Linked DNA regions of Mus musculus: region 1 is linked to region 2. The links are chromatin contacts, called in public Hi-C maps. All regions are on one chromosome and are shown on one strand. The core of a region is the stretch at or near the end of the contact, and the rest is flanking DNA. Distances in the headings are between cores, read along the strand shown.

Evidence for each region. A called contact is a pair of places that touch in the nucleus more often than the background predicts.
Region 1: a Hi-C map of bone marrow-derived macrophages shows a contact between it and region 2, with 19 read pairs. The contact joins two enhancer-like sites. A contact is called at or near these places in 2 of 484 Hi-C or Micro-C datasets (bone marrow-derived macrophages and embryonic stem cells), 2 of 115 datasets of contacts at active chromatin or transcription factors (embryonic basal ganglia and embryonic stem cells) and 1 of 9 other capture datasets (embryonic stem cells).

The regions. Positions count from the first base shown.
Region 1 is chr5:136,215,999-136,221,462 of GRCm38.p6, forward strand. It overlaps Sh2b2 (SH2B adaptor protein 2), which reads right to left. Exons shown (of 9, transcript NM_018825.4): 8 at 3,644-3,815; 9 at 2,151-3,154. The coding sequence ends at 2,832. Among named protein-coding and RNA genes, the nearest start is that of Prkrip1, 20 kb to the left of the region's middle. Within about 2 kb of position 1,508, at least 67 of the 459 cell types and tissues checked have an H3K27ac peak or open chromatin away from gene starts, as enhancers often do. A contact at or near this core is called in bone marrow-derived macrophages, where this site is marked.
Region 2 is chr5:136,639,978-136,645,321 of GRCm38.p6, forward strand. All of the region lies in intron 2 of Gm38722 (a long non-coding RNA gene), which reads left to right. Among named protein-coding and RNA genes, the nearest start is that of Gm38722, 10 kb to the left of the region's middle. Within about 2 kb of position 2,409, at least 54 of the 459 cell types and tissues checked have an H3K27ac peak or open chromatin away from gene starts, as enhancers often do. A contact at or near this core is called in bone marrow-derived macrophages, where this site is marked.

The DNA of each region.
Region 1 (5,464 bases), core at 258-2,757, 420 kb before region 2:
GGCCCTCTCCACCTGCTGCCCCGTGAACTTGCAGCACCCCACCCCCAGCCTCAGGACCATTAGGCAGAACACATACGGTCCCAGGGCTCAGCCCAGCCCTCTATGGTTGACCACCATGCTGCAATGGCTTGGTCTGGCTGTCTGCCCAGTTGTCCCACGAGCCTTGCCTGGCACACAGCCAGGGTTCTGAAATGCCCATTGAGGGACAAACGAAGACACCTAAGAGATGCCCCTGCCAGCTGTGCCACTGCTGTGGTCCCTGTGAGTGACAGGCATGAGGGTCTGTCTTGCCTCAGTGTCCCACTACATTAGAGAGAGTCCTTTATTGCTTGCGCTCTTTCTGCTGTGACCTTTGGGAGAGGGGAGGGGTTACCTTATTGCCTCCCACTTGTTAACTCTTGGATCCAGTTTAGCCTGAGGACACCACAGGGGGCTGCAGAGATGGAGAAAAGAGAGCTTCCAGCTCCTGAGTTCAATTCCTGGCACCCAAGCAGGTATCCCACAACTAACAGTGACTACAGCATCTAGGGGATTTGATGCCATCTTCTGGTCCTGGGCATGAACATAGCCATATACTTAAATAAAAACAAGTCTTGGAGGGAAAAGGGGGGGATCTGACACGCCCCTTCCTCATCCTCTTCTTTTGGCAGCACTTGGGCTCAAACCCAGGGCATTGCACATGCTAATGCTCTATTGAGTCACACCCCAGCCCCTTACTAGGGGATCTTGGCAGGTGCTCTATCACTGAGCCACGCTCCAGCCCCTCACTGGGGGATTCTAGGCAGGGGCTCTACCACTGAGCCACGCCCCCAGCCCCTCCCTGGGGGATTCTAGGCAGGGGCTCTACCACTGAGCCACGCCCCCAGCCCCTCCCTCACTGGGGCGCTCTAGGAAGGTGCTCTACCACTGAAGCCCTTCACTGCTATCTTTAAGGCAGGCACTCTCTCTCCACTCGCTTATATTCTAGGCCTCAATTCTGAAAAGCTGACAGAGCTCCAAACATTTACTCTCAGGTCCCTTCTCTCAAGGTAAGATGGAGGCCTGTAACTGACTTAGCAAAGTGGGCCCCCAGCCACAACCAACTGGAGCTGCTAAAAGCTGACTTAGCATTGTGCTTTGCATTTCTCCCTTACGCGTGCTTAGCAGTGTGCTCTGTCATTTTCCCGGCAGCTGCAACCAGCAAGGCTCTTGGAGCCACCGCAGGGTACTCAGCTCCCCTTATGGGGAAGCAGCTGTGGGTGTCTCGCCTGACGCTCTGGAGTCTCTAGCTTTTCCGGGCCTGTGATGTACGCTGCCGGCTCGGGCCCTTCAAGGGCAGGGGAGCCCTAGGTCTGTGGGTCTGACTTGGGAAGGAGACATTAGCCTGTATCTACAGGACAAGAGTCTTTCTCAGAGGTGAGCAAGCTGGGGGATGTCAGCTGTGGCTCTGCTTATGGGGAAACATGGGATCTCTCGAGGTCATTTCTCAATCATCTGCGTCATAGCTGGGACACCCCGTGTCTCCACTTGCTCAATCCTAACAGGCTAAGGTGGGGAATTCCTGCCCCGACAACCCAGTCCCTCCTGGAAGGCCTTCATTGACTTGCCCGAGGACACCCTTACTGTCCTAACCAGGACGCAACATCTCAGCAACCCCACGCCCTCACTCGACATACAAACCATTTATCATGGCTACTGTGAGTGTCTCATCTCCCCTCCCTGCCCTTCATTTTTTGAGACGGTGCCTCACGTAGCTCAAGCTGGCCTTAGATTTGCCATTTAGCTGAGAATGGCCAGGAACTCCTGATCCTCCTACTTCCACCTTTGAAGTGCTGGAATTCCGGGCACGCACTACCACATCCTGTTTATGGGGTCCTGGGGATGGACCCAGGAAGTCCTAAAAGCTACTTACAAGCTCTTTACCAAATGAGCCACATCTCTGACTCTGGTTTCATTCCTCAAATTATCTCTCTTTTCCAGTTCCCTTCAGTCTGCCCCTCCATCCATGCCCCGCCCACAGCTGACTCCCTGAGTCGGGCTCTTCATCCCACCTGCCTCCTGTAAGATCTGGCTTAGCAAGCCTGTGGCAGTGTGGCAGTTCCAGATCACAGGGAGACCACTTCCTTCCCAGTGGTGACAGCACAGTAGAATGACCACAGGAGAGCAGGGGGTAGTCCCTAAAACAGGCTCTTTAATAATGTTTGTCTTCACTGAAGAGCTTGGCTTTTCCCCCCAGCATTGGGCTGGGGCTGGTGGGCGTGGCAGGCTGTCCTAGGCTAGGCAGACCACAGCCTGGTCAGGTTATTGGAGTATGTGACCCAACACTGGTGGGCAGGGCCTGAGGTTGCTAGGAATCAGTGGGTAGGCCTTCATGGGCTTGATAGACGTGGCTTGCTGCCCTTGAGTGAAGCAGGCAGCCAGTGGGTAGGCCATGCCACTGTAGGAGTAACCAACTATCAGTGGCCAGGGCCTGAAGTCACCAAATGTGTTTAGTTGTCAGTGAGCTAGCTGCCTGTTATGGATTCGGTGGCCCTTATAAAAATAGCTGCTAATGGGAGTGGCCATCCACCAGTGGGTGGGGCCTGAAATCATTGGCGGGCTATCATGATGTTTGATCGACTGTGGATATAGCCTTGGCCTGCCACACATGGTCACAGTGGGCCCCTGGGGTCTGAAGTGGCTAGGCTGGCCAGCTATTTTGGCCATGCTAGACCATAGGTAGGTGTATTTAGCCATTCATTAGGTGTTGCTGACCATCGTGGGCTAGCCAGGCTGTGGGTGGGCAGGACAGACAACAGGTGTCCTTGGCCTGCTGTGATGTGCGTGACACCCGTGGGTAAAAGGCATGGCAGCTAGTAAAAGGAGTACTGATTCTCCACAGCACGAGCACGGCCCAGCGTGGCCTCTGTGGGCTCCTCAGTGGCTCCAGATGCAGCATCCAGCAGGTGCTCTGTGCTGTTGCTGCGGCTGTGCGCACTGAGCGGCCCCTCGGCTGGGCGTGGGGGCAGGGATGTGGCAGAGGACGATGAGCCGGATGAAGACGAAGCTCCAGCGCCATTGGACGGTGAAGCGGGCGGGCAAGTGGCCGTGGCCAGGCTGGAGAAGTAGTGCTGGCCAGCCGGCTCCGTCCAGCAGGCTGGAACTGGGGCCGCAGTGTTGGGCGCTGGTCCTGGATCTGTAATGAGAGGGCATGCTGGTCAGCATCCAGCCCTGGGTACCTGAATTCGATCCTCCAAAAAGGGCCAGTGTTCAGACAGGCGTGGGGAGCCCAGGGAGGGATGGTGTGGTCCAGAGTTTACCGGGAGTCAGGTGATGCTGTACACTCATCCTTTCCAGTATAAGCTAGGCACCCCACCAATACAACGCTCAAAGGCTGGGTACTGAACTCTAACCTTACAGGGCTTACGGAATCCACCCAGAATATCCAAGAGAAGGGTTTTGAGGGCTGAGTCTAACATCCCATGGTCTTTATGTCACTGTATTGCAGAGAATGGTCTTGATTCCCCCGACCCTCCTGCCTTTACCTCTAGAAGGCTGGGATTACAGGAGTGCACCACCACACCCAGCTTATGAGACGCTGGGGATCAAACCCAGGCCTCGAGTACACTAGGCAAACCGTCTATAGCCTGAGCCATATTCCAGGCTCCAGACAGTGGCATCTTACCAGGAGGCGGGCCCTGGGCACGCACATAGCTTCTTAGGGTGATATCAGCCGATCCTCCTGACTCCAGGGGGATGGGGTGGGTGTGGAAGTGACGGAGCATATCAAACACGGACTGGAACCACAGGTGCTGGACATGACACTGGCCGTGACCGTTCAGAGAAAGGCGGAGGTGCTGTGGGCACAGATGGGAGTGGTCAGTGGTGGGGTCCTGGGCCAGCTACCTGCGTGGCAAGTGCCTTTGGTGGTTGCTGGGACTCCATGCATCGGCTCCATTGACTCTATGGGACTGTGTCATCCTTAGGGGTCCTCACACTGAGCCTCATCTGAAGGTGGGGCACTCCTGTAGTAGGTAATGGAGGTGGGCACAGTAGAACAAGAACTAGGGCTGCAGATATCTGCCCTCACACTAGAATCTATCTGTCTGTCTTTCTTTTCTTCTTCCCTCCTTCTCCCCCCTCCCTCTTTTCCAGTCAGGATTTCTCTGTGTAGCCCTAGCTATTCTGGAACTCATTCTGTAGACCAGGCTGACCTCGAACTCACAGAGAGATCTTCCAGCCTCTGCCTCCGGAGTGCTGGGATTAAAGGTGTGTGCCATGTGCTACCTGCAATCTTTCTTTTTGAATATTTGTTTTGTCCTCATGTAGCGCAGAGGTCTGGAATGATATAGAATGTGCCTCTTAGCAATGACTGGCTCCTCTTTGTGTCTCCTGAGTTTACCTGGGGTAGAGGTCTCAGTGTAAGGGGCCTTAGACCTGTGGTCTTGAATAGTGGGCCACATGTGTCTGGTGTCAGCCCAACTTATCCCACTATGAGACAATAGCAGCCCCACTAAGTGAAGGCTGAAGGTCGTCTCATCCCCGCCCTGCTCCCCTTCCTCTTCCCAGGCCCCGGTGGACAGGACACCATCCTAGCCCCAAACTTGGGAATGTGTGAGTGAGATTAAGCCCTCTAGGGTTAGCAGTGCTGGCCAAGATGTCAATTACCAGCTACCAGGAATGACATTGTCTGGCAGTCAGAGGAACTGACAAGGTGATGTCCCTAGGGAGACTCAGCCTCCTCCACACGTACACATCTGGGCCAGCACTGCCAAGAGCAGGCCTGAGGATGCTGGCGGTCCAGTTGGAAGTGAGGGTGGCTGTGATCTTCAGCTGTAGGTCAGGGGCAGGACCCTGCTGCCCTGGAATGGTACCCTGGAAAAGTCTAAGGCTGTGTCTCTTTCCTTACTGGAAACACGAGCAAGCAGGGACACCTACCGTGATTCCTGCCCATTCCTGCCACACTGTCATGTCCCAGACTGCTTGACTGCTGCCCTCTTTCATTTTTATTAACTTTTATAGTAACATTTATTTATTTGGTTGTTTATTTTTGTGTGTTCATATGTTCGAGTGCCGTACTGCATTTTGGAGGTCAGAGGGTAACTTGTAAGAGTCAGGTCTCTCCTTCCATCATGTGGTCCTGGGGATCAAACTCAGGTCCTGAAGCTTGGCTGCAAGTGCCTTTACCTGGTGAGCCCTCTTGCCAGCCCCTTGTTTATTTAATTTTATTTGAGGACAGGATCTCATGTAACACAGGCTGGGTTTAAACTCAATACATAGCCAAGGATGCGCTTGAGCTCCTGATCTCTTGCCTGTTACCTGGGTGCTGGGCTGACAGGTGTACAACACAAGGTCCTAGCTTAGGGATTGTTGTTGATTTCATTATGGATGTTTATATAGGGCGGAAGCATCAGAGTCAGGGAAGAATGATTCCCCAGAGAAAGTAAGATACCGAGGTGGAGGTGCAGGCTGCTCAGGAGAGGCACCTGCTCTTTGGATTTTGTTT
Region 2 (5,344 bases), core at 1,159-3,658:
AGCCTTGGGAAGTAGCTGTATAGCCCGGATCTTGAACTTCTGTTCCTCCTCCTTCTTCGGCTTCTCAGAAGCTGAGATAATTGGCCTGTGTCCTCATGCCTGTCTCTGTGAATCAGTACCAAATCCCTTGCAATGCTTTACACTGGAAGGGACTTTATTGGAGACAAAGAAGAGTGCTCTTGGTGGCATTCATGGGACAGAGGCCAGGTGTCCCAGCTGGGGTTACTATTGCTATGTGACCAAAGAGGCCTGGAGAGGAAAGGGTTTATTTGGCTTACCCTTCCACGTCGCTGTTCATCATTGGAGGATGTCAGGACAGGAACTCAAGCACGGCAGAAACCTGGAGGCAGGAGCTGATGCAGAGGCCATAGAGGAGTGCTGCTTACTGGCTTGCTCAGCCTGCTTTCTTATAAAACCCAGGACCACCAGCCTAGGGATGGCACCACCCACAGTGGGCTGGGCCCTACTCTATCAGTCACCAAATAAGAAAATGCCCTAAAGGCTTGCCTACAGCCTGTAGGGCATTTTCTTAGTTAGGTTCCTGCCTCTCAAATGAGTTTAGCTTGTATCAAGTTGATATAAAACTGGCCAGCACACCAGGGTCATGATGAGCACCAGAGTAAACAAGTTACCATGTGTGAGCTGTTCCGGTTCCATTCCAGGCCCCACAGTGGCTTGTGGTGCCTCCTGAGTGGTCACCCAATCAGGGTTGTTGAGCTGCTAAATAAACCTCTTGGCTTAACAGCTCTTTAGGGCAGCAGTTCTCAACCTGTGGGTGAAGATACCATGCATATCAGATATTTGCGTTCTGATTCATAACAGTAGCAAAATTACAGTTATGAAGTAGTAGCAGAATAATGTTATGGTTGGGGGTCACCACACATGAGGAACTGTATTAAAGGGCCGCAGCATTAGGAAGGCTGAGAACCGCTGATCTAGAGGCTTCCTGGGGAATGAACTAATTGTGCAGTTTACAGCTGGACCATAAGACTGAGACTAAAAGCTGAATTGGGGCCAAAAGAGGAAGAAAGTTCATCCTATACCTAAGGTACTGGGCTATGGGAAGTAGTCTGTGAAGGAGCCACAGAAGGTTCTAGAATAAGATGAGACTTTCTCTCCTGCACTGATGCCATGCAATATTCATGCTTCACTTGCTCCTGGCTATGTCTGAAAGTGATGCTATCACGCCGGGGTTGCAGATGAGCAACTAAGGCTGAGGAGGTGAGCAAGTCCACTCCAAGGCAGAGTGTATCCATCACACCAAGACATCAGTTTCTGACCAGAGAAAGTAAGACTCAATTCCTTTGATCAGGGGAGGAATCAGGAACCCAGTGATGTAGACTGGAGATACTGGAGTAGAACCCTTGCCTAGAATACCCAGTGAGAGCCTTGGGGTATGGCTCTCTGGTAGAGCACCTGCCTAGAATCCCCCAGGGAGGAACTGGGGCATGGCTCAGTGGTAGAGCACCTGCCTAGAATCCCCCAGGGAGGGGCTGGGGGCATGGCTCAGTGGTAGAGCACCTGCCTAGAATCCCCCAGGGAGGGGCTGGGGGCATGGCTCAGTGGTAGAGCCCCTGCCTAGAATCCCCCCAGGGAGGGGCTGGGGGCGTGGCTCAGTGGTAGAGCCCCTGCCTAGAATCCCCCATTAAGGGTCTATGGGCTTCAGGCAATGGTAGTGTGTTTGCCTATCATCTACAAGGTTCAATCCCCAGGAACACACACAACCCCCCCCCCCAACACACACACAACAGTGAAAGAATGATTGGTATTGTCCCACCCAATGAAAGCTCTTCTGCCTTTCTCTCAGCCTCATTCTCAGCTTCATTGAGGTGATTCCTCCACACTCCCCCTTCAGTTTAGCCCCTCAACCAAATCTTGTGTCACAGCTGATCTGATTGGATAATTCTGATCCCAAATGTGGCTTCCTATAGGAGGCTACTGGGTTCTTACAGCCTTCTTCAAGAGTTAGTTCTTTGGAATATCCATCAAGACATGGTGGTGACTAGCTCCAGGCACAAAGGAGCCCCAGTGGAGACCAACATGCCTGCTCTCCTCCAAGGAAATGGGACCAGGTCTGAGCCATGATTCACAACCTCTGTCCTCATGAGGTCATTGGTGACCTCCTCCCTCACAGGCCTGGTGAAGGGACAAGCTAGCCCTCCTCCCTCCTGGCAGGCAGAAAAGTGGGGCCTGATATCTGTACCCTCATCTAACTACCCCCAGAGGTAATTGCTCTGGATTTTCTCTGACATCCTGAGATTTCTCTCCAGGGCTGTGCATGGGCCGAGCCCAACTCACCCTAAGGAGCCAGAGCCTGGAGACAGCTTGATTGCTAAACCCGGACAGTTCCCCCGTATCCCGCCACGACGTGCCCAAGCTTTGAGACAGTGTGAGTTTATGACGCGTCCCATTATGGCTCTTGCACAAACACAGAATGTTGAAATACCCAACGGATGAGGACACTGTTGAAATAACCTGTCGTCTCAGCACTTTCCCTGTCATTAGCCAGTCGTTCCAACCCTCAGAGCCTTGACGGCAGGGAGGGGGGCTGCACCAGGCTGAGAGGATGGGGCTGGGGAGAGGCTTGGTGTGTCCAGCGCAGCAAGCTAGCAGGGAGTCTAGAGTTAGAGGATGCTGCTAGACCTGGTGGTTCAGTCATAGCATCCCAGGAAATCCAGAGGCTGAGGCAGAGGATGGCAAGTTTCAGGCCAGCCTGGGCAACTCAGTAAATACCTGTCTCAAATTAAGAAGTATGACAGAGTGGTAGGCATGTGACATAGTGTTTACCTGGTTTTTGTCAGGTGCTGGGGGCCAAGTTAGGTAGTTAGGTAGGGAGGGGCTGTGGCTGTTGCTCAGTGAGAAAACACTTGCATAGAATCTTCCAGTTGGGGCTGCAAGCATGGCTCAGCAGTAGAGTACTTGCCTAGCACCCACAAGGCCCTGGGTACAATACTTAGTACCTCCAAGTGGGCTCAGTCCCTAGCACTCGGAGGTACTAGACATTGAGCCCAAGGTCCTGGGAATGTTGGGTGAGTATTTGAATCTCGAGCCAAGGCCCTCATCTTCTATATACTTTTTGGGAGGTAGAAATGTTCGAAGTTGCTCGGGCTGGTTTTGAATTCTAATCCTCCTGCCTCAGCCTTTCTACTGTGGGGATTACAGAAATGTACCATATTACCCAACTATACAGCATCTCTTTCTTGCCTACACTACATATTGGCTTATTGAAAATTGAGAAAAGGGTTGGAGAGGTGGCTCAGCGGTTAAGAGCACTGACTGTTCTTCCGAAGGTCCTGAGTCCAAATCCCAGCAACCACATGGTGGCTCACAACCACCTGTAATGAGATCTGATGGCTTCTTCTGGTGTGTCTGATGATAGCTACAGTGTACTTACATATAATAATAAATAAATCTTTAAAAAATAAAAGAAAAAGAAAACTGAGAAAAGAGCAATTTCTTCTGCATCCCTAACCCCTAGCTTTCAAAGTTAACAGACAACGATGCTGCACTTATCAAATTCCGGAAGGTAGCCCCAGAAGAGTGTCAGAAAGCTGAGAGTCTGTGGGCTTTGCTTGCTTCCTCTGTTGTCCTCCTTGGGTCCCAGAAAGGAGGCCTTAAATGTTCTCTATCTTCGTATGGTTTTCTTTTGTGTGTGTGTGTGTTCTTGTTGGTCTAAAATGTTATTTTATTCATGTGATTTTAAGACTTATTTATTTATTTACTTACGTATTTGTGTGTGTGTGTGTGTGTTGGGAGCAGAAGGAAGTATGCACACATGTGTGGAGTCACCTTCAGAGGTTACAGGAGTCAGGTTCCTCTGGAGCTGGAATTTCAGCCTGGATGCTGGGAACTGGACTCAGGTCCTCTGCAAGATCAGTGTGTGTGCGCTGAGCTTTCTCTCAAGCCCAAGGTTTATTTCTCAGTGTGTGTGTGTGTGTGTGTGTGTGTGTGTGTGTGTGTGCACATGCACACGGGGGAGGGGACTAGGGAGCAAGGTATTTGCACACAAGTTCAGGTGCCCAAGGAGCCAGAAGAGCTGGGATTATATAGGTGGCTCTGAACTACCCAGTGTGGGTGCAGGGAACCAGACTCAGGTCCCTGTAAGAGCAGTGTACTTCCTTAACCATAAGCCCAGTCCAATGCTTATTTTTTAATTATGAGACAGTCCGGCTGGAGAGATGGCTCTAAGGTCAAGAGCACAGGTTGCTCTTCCAGAGGATCGGAGTTCGATCCCCAGCATCCATGTGATGGCTCATTACTGGCTTAAACTCTAGCCCCAGGGGATTCAGTGACCTCTTCTGGCCTGTGCACAGATACACGCAGGCAAAATATCCCTGCCTAGAAAATTAAGACACAAACACACATACACACTATATAGTCCAAGCTAGACTTGAACTCATGACTCTCCTGCCTTAGTCTCCCCTCACTGGGATAACAAGACTGAGGTACCAAACCCGACTTGCTGTAGATAAATTTCAACCATCCAATCGGACTGCTTGTTATTTCCCTGTTATTGTATAAGCTGAGGCTAAATGCGTATATCTATTTTGGAAATAGAATTATGTGGCCCCTGGTTTGGGATCCTACCTTGGACCCTCCATTGTATGTTTGATAATTCTTCATCTTCTTTCTTTTGAAAACATTCACTAACTTATTGTGTGTTTGTGAGTGGGCAATCTATGGAGTTGGTTCTTTCCATCTGACATGTGAGCTCTGGGATTTGAACTCAGATTATCAGGCTTAGCGACAAAGGCCTTTATCTGCTGAGCCATCCTGCCAGCACCCTGATTTTCCCTAGAAGGGAGAATGTTTATAAAGTGTGATGGCTCATGTCTTTAATCCCAGCATTGGGAGGGGAAGGCAAGAGGATTGCAGTGAGTTCAAAGCCAGCCTGAGCTACATATGGAAACTGTATTTCAGAAAAAAAAAATTCCCTTAAACAGCATGGAGGCACATACCTATAATCCTAGCACTTGGGAGGTAGAGGCAGGAGGACTGGGAGTTAGAGACAAGCCTTTGACTATGGGGGACCCTATATCAAAGGTGAAACAACTGGATCAGAAAAGTTTCATCAGTAAAGGCGACTGTTTCACAAGCCTAGAGACCTGAGTTGGATCCTTGGATCCCATGTAAGGATGGATGGAGAGAACTAACCCTTCAAGGTTGTCCTCTAACCCACACAAGTGTACCGCGCTCCCCACACACAGAAAAACACACACAAACACACATACAAGCATACACAAACAAAAACACCCCCATACACATACACACACACACACACACACGCACACACACATATACACACAAACAGACACAAATACATACACACGCGTGCACACACACA